2 separate regions of the Macaca mulatta genome follow, and region 1 is linked to region 2. Evidence: chromatin contacts called from public Hi-C data. All regions are on one chromosome and are shown on one strand. The core of a region is the stretch at or near the end of the contact, and the rest is flanking DNA. Distances in the headings are between cores, read along the strand shown. Region 1 has its middle 23 kb from the start of GRID1. Region 2 has its middle 13 kb from the start of WAPL.

Region 1 (3,211 bases), core at 609-3,108, 150 kb before region 2:
AGCGTAAGGGGAAAAAGGAGAACTTCCACAAGCTCCACTTAGCTGCAGCGACGTGCACATAATTTGTACCCTCCTGCCCGTTGCTGTGGTTGAAGCACCTCCTGACAGTCAGCGCTAGGCCTTGCTCTGCCAGGCCTCCCTCTCCTGCATCAACCCACCTGCCTCTGCAGGACCTGCACTCACATCTCCCTCCAGATGTTCCCCATCTTCCCTTCAAAGCTCACACTGTGGGAAGGCTTGTCTAGACTCACTGCCTCCAGCTGTTCTCTTCTCCTCTCTTGAACTCACTCCAATCAAGCTTTCCCCCCACCATTCACCCACGCTGCTCTATCAACCTCACTAATGACCTCATGGTGTTACATCCAATGGTCGCCTCTTAGTCCTCCTCTTGAACTGTCATAGGCATTTGGGACAGCTGAGCAGCCCTCCTCTTAAACACTATCTTCACTTGGTTTTAAGGGCCTCCTCCCACCCTCCTGGTTTTTCTCCAGCCTTCCTGACTGCTCCAGCTCAATCTCCTCCAGTCTCTCCTTCTCCTATCTCCCCTACCCAGCTTTTCTCGGTCAGTCCCTGGATGATCTCATCCAGTTCCAATGCTTTAAAATGCCATATCTACGTTATGACTCCCAAATCTTGATTTCTAGCCCACCACCCCCAACTCTCCCCCCGTGAAGTCCTGCCTCACTGACACAGCCAGCATCTAACCATCATCTCCACTTAAAGGTGGAATATTCATCTTCAATGGGAGGTGCCCAAAAGTGAATTCCACATCTCCCCACCCCAAACCGGCTTCTGCAGCCTTCCCCATCCCGGCAACTTCTATCCTTTCTGAAACTCAGGCCAAAAACTTGAGAGTCATCCCTAACTTTCTGCTTCCCTCCTTCCACCCCACATCCAAGCCAGCAGCAAATCCTGTGTGCTCTGTCTTCGATAAAGATTCAGAATCCAGCCCCTTCTCACCCCTCCGCGACCACCGCCGAGGCCTCCTGCCTCATTGCAAGAGTTCCTAATTGGTCCCGGGATCCCGCCCGTGCCCCCTGCAGCGTGTTTGCAGCAACAGCAGCCAGACTGACTCAGTTACACAGCGTGTCGCGTCCTGTCGTTCCTCTGCTGAGAACCTTCGGCCTCCCTCCTCCCTCAGAGGAAAAGCTCCCTCCGCAGGAGGAAGCCTCCCAGACCACCCTACTTAAAACTGCAGGTCCTCTTTCCTGCGATCCCTATCCCCTTTCCTGCTATGTTTTCCCCTAAGGAGTATCACCACCTCACAGTCTATGCTTTTTAAAAACTTATTTGTGGTCGGACGCGGTGGCTCATGCCTGTAATCCCAGCAGTTTAGGAGGACGAGGGGGACGGATCACTTGAGGTCAGAAGTTCCAGACCAGCCTGGCCAATATGGTCAAAACCCCTCTCTACTAAAAATACAGAAATTAGCTGGGCGTGGTGGCGCGTGCCTGTAGTCCCGGCTGCTCAGGAAGCTGAGGTAGGAGAATCGCTTGAATCCGGGAAGCAGAGGTTGCAGTGAGCCAAGATTGCGGGGCTGCACTCCAGCCTGGGCGATAGAGCGAGACCCGTCTTAAAACAAAAAAAACACAAAAACCTGTTTGCTTGTTATCAATCTCCCCACAGTAGACTGTAAGCTCCAGGCGGTACGCTCAGTGCCTGTAATGGTGCCTGGCACGTGAAAGAAGGTCAGTCAATGTTCTTTAAAGGAGTGAGGGTGACTTGCACACGCCACATAGTAAAGCGGCAGAGAACTTGCACCCGGCGTCTCTGACCGCCGAGCCAGGGAAGACCTAGCTGATTACCACCCGGAAGCTGGAGAGGACGCGGCTAGAGGTGGGCGGGGCAGTGCTGGGAAGCCCCGCCCCGCCCTTGGATCCTGTGCTCCCAGGTCTGGGCGTTAGCATTCTCTCAATACCCGAGCAACGCTGGCTGACTGCCGGGCTCCGGCAGCACGGCTGGTCCCCTTTTCCCAGGTCCGGGAAGCACCAGGCCTCGCCAGGTCCGCTGAAGAGGGAGAGGGCCGGGGTCGCCGCTGCCGCCGGGAGGCGACAGAGCCAGCTGGGCGCACCTGAGTGCTGGCGGCTGCGCAGCCGCGGGGCCTGGGCCTGAGGTCCCCTCCCACCCCGGCCTCGCGCCCCTTACTGGTCTGACCCACCACTGCGCCCACCGGGCTGACAGCGCCCGACACCCGCGGCGAGGCGTCAGGGAGGAGCTGCGGGCTCAGGGTGGAGGAACCCTGGGGGCAAGCTGAAGAATAGGTTAATATCCAGGCAAAGAGCGAGGAGGTGGCTAGGCCTGGGGCGTCTGAAGCTGGGGCGGGGGGCGTTCCTTGGAGGCGCAGACAGTAGACCGGTGTGGCTGGGCTCGCCAGGCGGGCTGCTGGGAGGAGGAGGGGCTTGAGGCCCCAATGAGGATTTGGGCTTTTCCTCAAAGGGCCACTGATACTTTTGTTTGTCTCCAGAGAAACAGGATCAAATTTGTCTTGTAAACACCTCTCACTTGGATGGGAGGGAGAGGGAAATGGAAGTGAAAAGCGTGAATCAGGAATAGGGCCAGAGCCAGCAGGGACCAGGGAGTGGAGGCAGATGTAGAGAGGGATAGATTTTGGAGTTAGAATCGATGGGACCTGGGGATGAGTTAACTGCACGTGGGGGTGATAATAAAAATTAAGAAAGAAAAGAAAAAAAAAAAAAAAAAAAAAGAGCAGCCAACACAGACCCCAGGGTTCTGGCGTAAGCAGCTGCAGAGAGGAGCTGCCACTTCCGGAAGGGGGAGAGGTCGTTCCAGAAGGCAGTTTGGGACCACTAAACCTTTGACACTCGTGAGATTAGAGCAAATCTGTTCCAATACTTAAATCACTGGGAGAAACCGCTTACCAGGGAATTTCCAGTGAAGTTGCTGGTAAAAGGTCTTACTCCAGATCACAAAAAATGCTGCCATGCCTGGTGGGGCTGGACTCTGCCTATGCTGAGTTTGGGCCTGGATAAATGTTGCAGCTAGCCTTGATCCTGGGGAGAGGTATTTAAGGAATGGAACATAAAGGCAGCAGCAGATTGTCACATGTATGTGGCGATGGCAGTCCCATCGTCTGCCTACCTGTCCCCATGTCCCTGTGTGACCAGCCCAAGGAGTCAACCCTGCCGGCTGCTGTCCCCTGTGAAGGCAGCAGGACTCACTGCAGCTGCACTGGTTATGACCCTGGACTGTT
Region 2 (3,335 bases), core at 655-3,154:
ACTTCCAGGGCATGACTGAGTGGAGGTGGAGGTGGCAGCAACATTACTGATGTCATGGTCTCTACCTCCATATTGTGGAGCCTTGGGAGAGAGTGTGAGAACAAAGGCAAGCTCCAGCTACTCAGGAGGCTGAGACAGGAGGATCTCGTAAGCCGAGTTCAAGGTTGCAGTGAGCTATGATCATGCCACTGCACTCCCACCTGAGTTACAGAGCAAGGCCCTGTCTCTAAAAGAACTTTTTAAAATAAAAGAACAACGGCAAGCAGCCTCCTAGGTGCTGAGTTGCTCTACTCTTACCTAGGGAGAAGGCTACCATTTACTGAGTCCTATTTTTTGCCAGCCACAGTGCAGATTTCCCTGCATTGTAATTTACATTGTTATTTACATTGTCATTGATGTCTCATCTCCTTATCAGAGCTGCATTATCCTACCACTTCTCTGATAGGACTCTTAAGGAATACTGTACAATGGTAAATGACTTGCCTAAGGTCACCCAACTGATTAATGTGACAGAGCCAGGGTTTTAAACCAAAACTATCTTTCTCCAAAGGTTCCAGGCATGAAGCATGTGCTGTCCTGGGCCCTGAATATCAAGCCAGGTAGAGGAACCCCATCCTTCTGTTGTCATTTCAAGCCAGAGGCTCAAGCCAGGAGGAGTGAGGATCAAGATCAATAACTCAAAGCTGTTTAGAAGAAGAAGCCAAATTCAAGGAGGAGTGAGGAATTGTAGGTAGAGAAGCTTTGACCTGGGGAGAGATCAGGTATTTGTGAGCAGCAAAGGTAGGGTGGCAGACAGAGATCTAACAGGCCAGGTTGTTGAAGTCAAGGTCACAGTGTCTTGTCTTAACCAGCCCATGTCTCTTCTTGCCCTGCCCTCTTGGTTCTTGACAGCATCCAGATGTATTGCTGGGGCCTGAAGGGAGCTCCTCCACCATAAGCGGCTCTTCCTCCCTTCACAGCGTCCTGTCCCACGGCTGGGTCATGGGCTCTGCAACTGGCCTTTGGGGCAAAGAAAAGGGAGGAATTGTGCTTTCTGAGAAGTGCTCAGGAATAACCTGGGTGGAGGTTTCTTCGTGTGAGGAACTCCAGCCTCTGAGTGGGCAGAGGAGCTCTTCGGCTTGCCCCCATTCCTCTGATGCGCCCCTAACCTGGCCCATAGTTTGGGTCGTTTGGGCAGCCCTGCATATTCCCTGAGCTGAGGGGCCTCTCCCAGGAGAGTGGGAAAGAATTCTGTCCTTTGTGTAACTCGCTTCATTATGTATGAGTGTTGGCTCCCTTGGTTGAAAAATGATCACTCTATTGGGCTCTCCCAGCTTGAGGCGAAAGCTTTTGGAAGCTCAGGCAGCTTGGAGGAGTTCGTGGATTAGAGAATGTTGAAGTTGGAGAACTATAGCGGGGCCTAAAAAATCTTCCAGAATCAAGACGGTGCCTGACGCCCTACCTAGCCCCTCTCCAGCACGGGAGCCCCGGGCCCTTGGCAATCATGTCTGCGCAGCTCGGGCCCCATATCCAACAGGGGAGCACGCCCCAATTTACTCTCACCCCACCAGTCGAGTGGAGGGCAGGTGACCTGCCAGTTCTCGAAAGAAGCCAGATGACTGACTTTGGTCGCCTCATCACAGGTTAATCCATAAGAAGAACTTGGAACAGCGCCCGGCAGAGTCTCAGCGCGCCCAAAGTGTGTGCGGGTATGATTACCATCGCCAGCAGCTGAGCTGGGAAAAGGATCTGACTAGATAATTTTGGCAATAACTCGACAAACTATCGAATGTGGACAGTGAAACGCATTCCAAGGTTTCTAAAAAGCTCCCGTTGTGACACCCTCTGTGTCCTCCCCAGGCCCGGCGGCCTCCGGGCCAGCGACACCCGACCTCGCGTGGTCCGGGCTACCCAAGGACGTCCCGAGGCGTGGCGGAGACTTGGCGGCTGAGTGCAGGCCGGGCTGCCACCCAGCAGGACCTGGGCGAGGCCTGCGGCCCGGGCGGGGCCAGGGTTGGGCTCTGTCAGAGCTGCGCAGCAGCCACCCCGCCCGGGCCTCCCTGCCCCCACCTGTGACCTGGATTCCGCGGTTCCTGTGCGGGGGCGGAGGGTGTAAAGGACAAGAGCAAATAAAGGTCTGTGGCCCGGAGAAACTTCAACTCCTGGAATTGGTGCACCAAGGATACTTTAAGGCGAGGGGTCGGGGTGTGTAATAATTTACCCGGTTCATCTGTGTACACTGGCCTCTCTAGCTTACACCAACACATGTTTACCGGGTTCGCACCCGAGCCAGAGGCGGTTAGTTTAGTAATCCCACAGCGGCTTCTGCCTGCTTTCTAGGAGACGGATCTGGGCCCAGGGGAGGCTTCAAAACATTAACATTTCAAATAAATGCCCCCGGAGTTGGGGGCGGGTGCCTCGGACTGCTTCTCCCCCAGAACTCCCCTTTGCACTGGGGTCACCCCGGGCATTACCCTTGGGGCCGCCTGGGCTGCCTTTGTTGCGCAGGGGACCTTCCCGGCCATGTCAGTGGCCCGGCTGCTCTGCGGGACGGTCCTGGCTCCGAAAGCGGGCGCGGGGGCGCTGAGCCAGGGCCCGCTCTAGATCGCGTCGGCTCCGCTGTCAGTTATCATCCGCGTGGTGCTGGGGCCTCCCGGGACCCGGGAGCCGCGGCAGATTAGGCCACCTGCCCCAACCTGGGTTTTGAGCTACTTATCTGAGGCTTGTGAGTCCAAAAGGGCTTAGCAACCGCAGCCGTGGCAGCCCCAAGGACATGAACACCCGCACCTCCGAGCCTTCCCCTGTGGAGTACCTTGGAGGTGAGGCCTGCGCAGCCCCAGGAAGAGGGTGTGGGCGCAAACCCGCGGTGGGGAGCTAGGCCTGCCGGCTACACGGTTCCTGCCATTCTCTCTGCGCCCTTTCTCCCATGCTCGCAGTGTTCATCCAGCTGAAACTGATTAACACAGCAAACCCAACACCCACAGACCTGTGGCCCCTTCTTTCCCTTCTCGCCTCCTCGGCAACCCTTGAAAGCACTCAAGTACGAAGTTGTAATTGCAATTATAATTAACTGCGTTCGACTTGGGCTTCCCCAGGTCTTGGCTTCCGTTAGGACAGTGTCCCAGGTCTCCCTGTCCCAGGCAGCCCCAGTTCCCAAGAAATAGTTGAATGAATGGATGTTTGCATCCCCTACCCAACCTCAGACTGTGTACTCCTTTCTCTCCAAGCACAGAGATTCTACTGGAAGGCCCCAGGGATGGTGGAAAGGGCACTAGGCGTGAGGTTTGGTAAAATGAGGACAATACCGGTACCCCTCCATCTCTCCTTCCCAGAAAGGGATTTAGGAGGCACAAGTA

Evidence for each region. A called contact is a pair of places that touch in the nucleus more often than the background predicts.
Region 1: a Hi-C map of CD4 T cells shows a contact between it and region 2, with 6 times the contacts expected there. The contact joins two enhancer-like sites. A contact is called at or near these places in 2 of 14 Hi-C or Micro-C datasets (CD4 T cells and liver).

What each region holds. Positions count from the first base shown.
Region 1 is chr9:63,471,423-63,474,633 of T2T-MMU8v2.0, reverse strand. No RefSeq gene overlaps it. Among named protein-coding and RNA genes, the nearest start is that of GRID1, 23 kb to the left of the region's middle. Within about 2 kb of position 1,858, at least 25 of the 40 cell types and tissues checked have an H3K27ac peak or open chromatin away from gene starts, as enhancers often do. A contact at or near this core is called in CD4 T cells, where this site is marked.
Region 2 is chr9:63,319,165-63,322,499 of T2T-MMU8v2.0, reverse strand. No RefSeq gene overlaps it. Among named protein-coding and RNA genes, the nearest start is that of WAPL, 13 kb to the left of the region's middle. Within about 2 kb of position 1,904, at least 9 of the 40 cell types and tissues checked have an H3K27ac peak or open chromatin away from gene starts, as enhancers often do. A contact at or near this core is called in CD4 T cells, where this site is marked.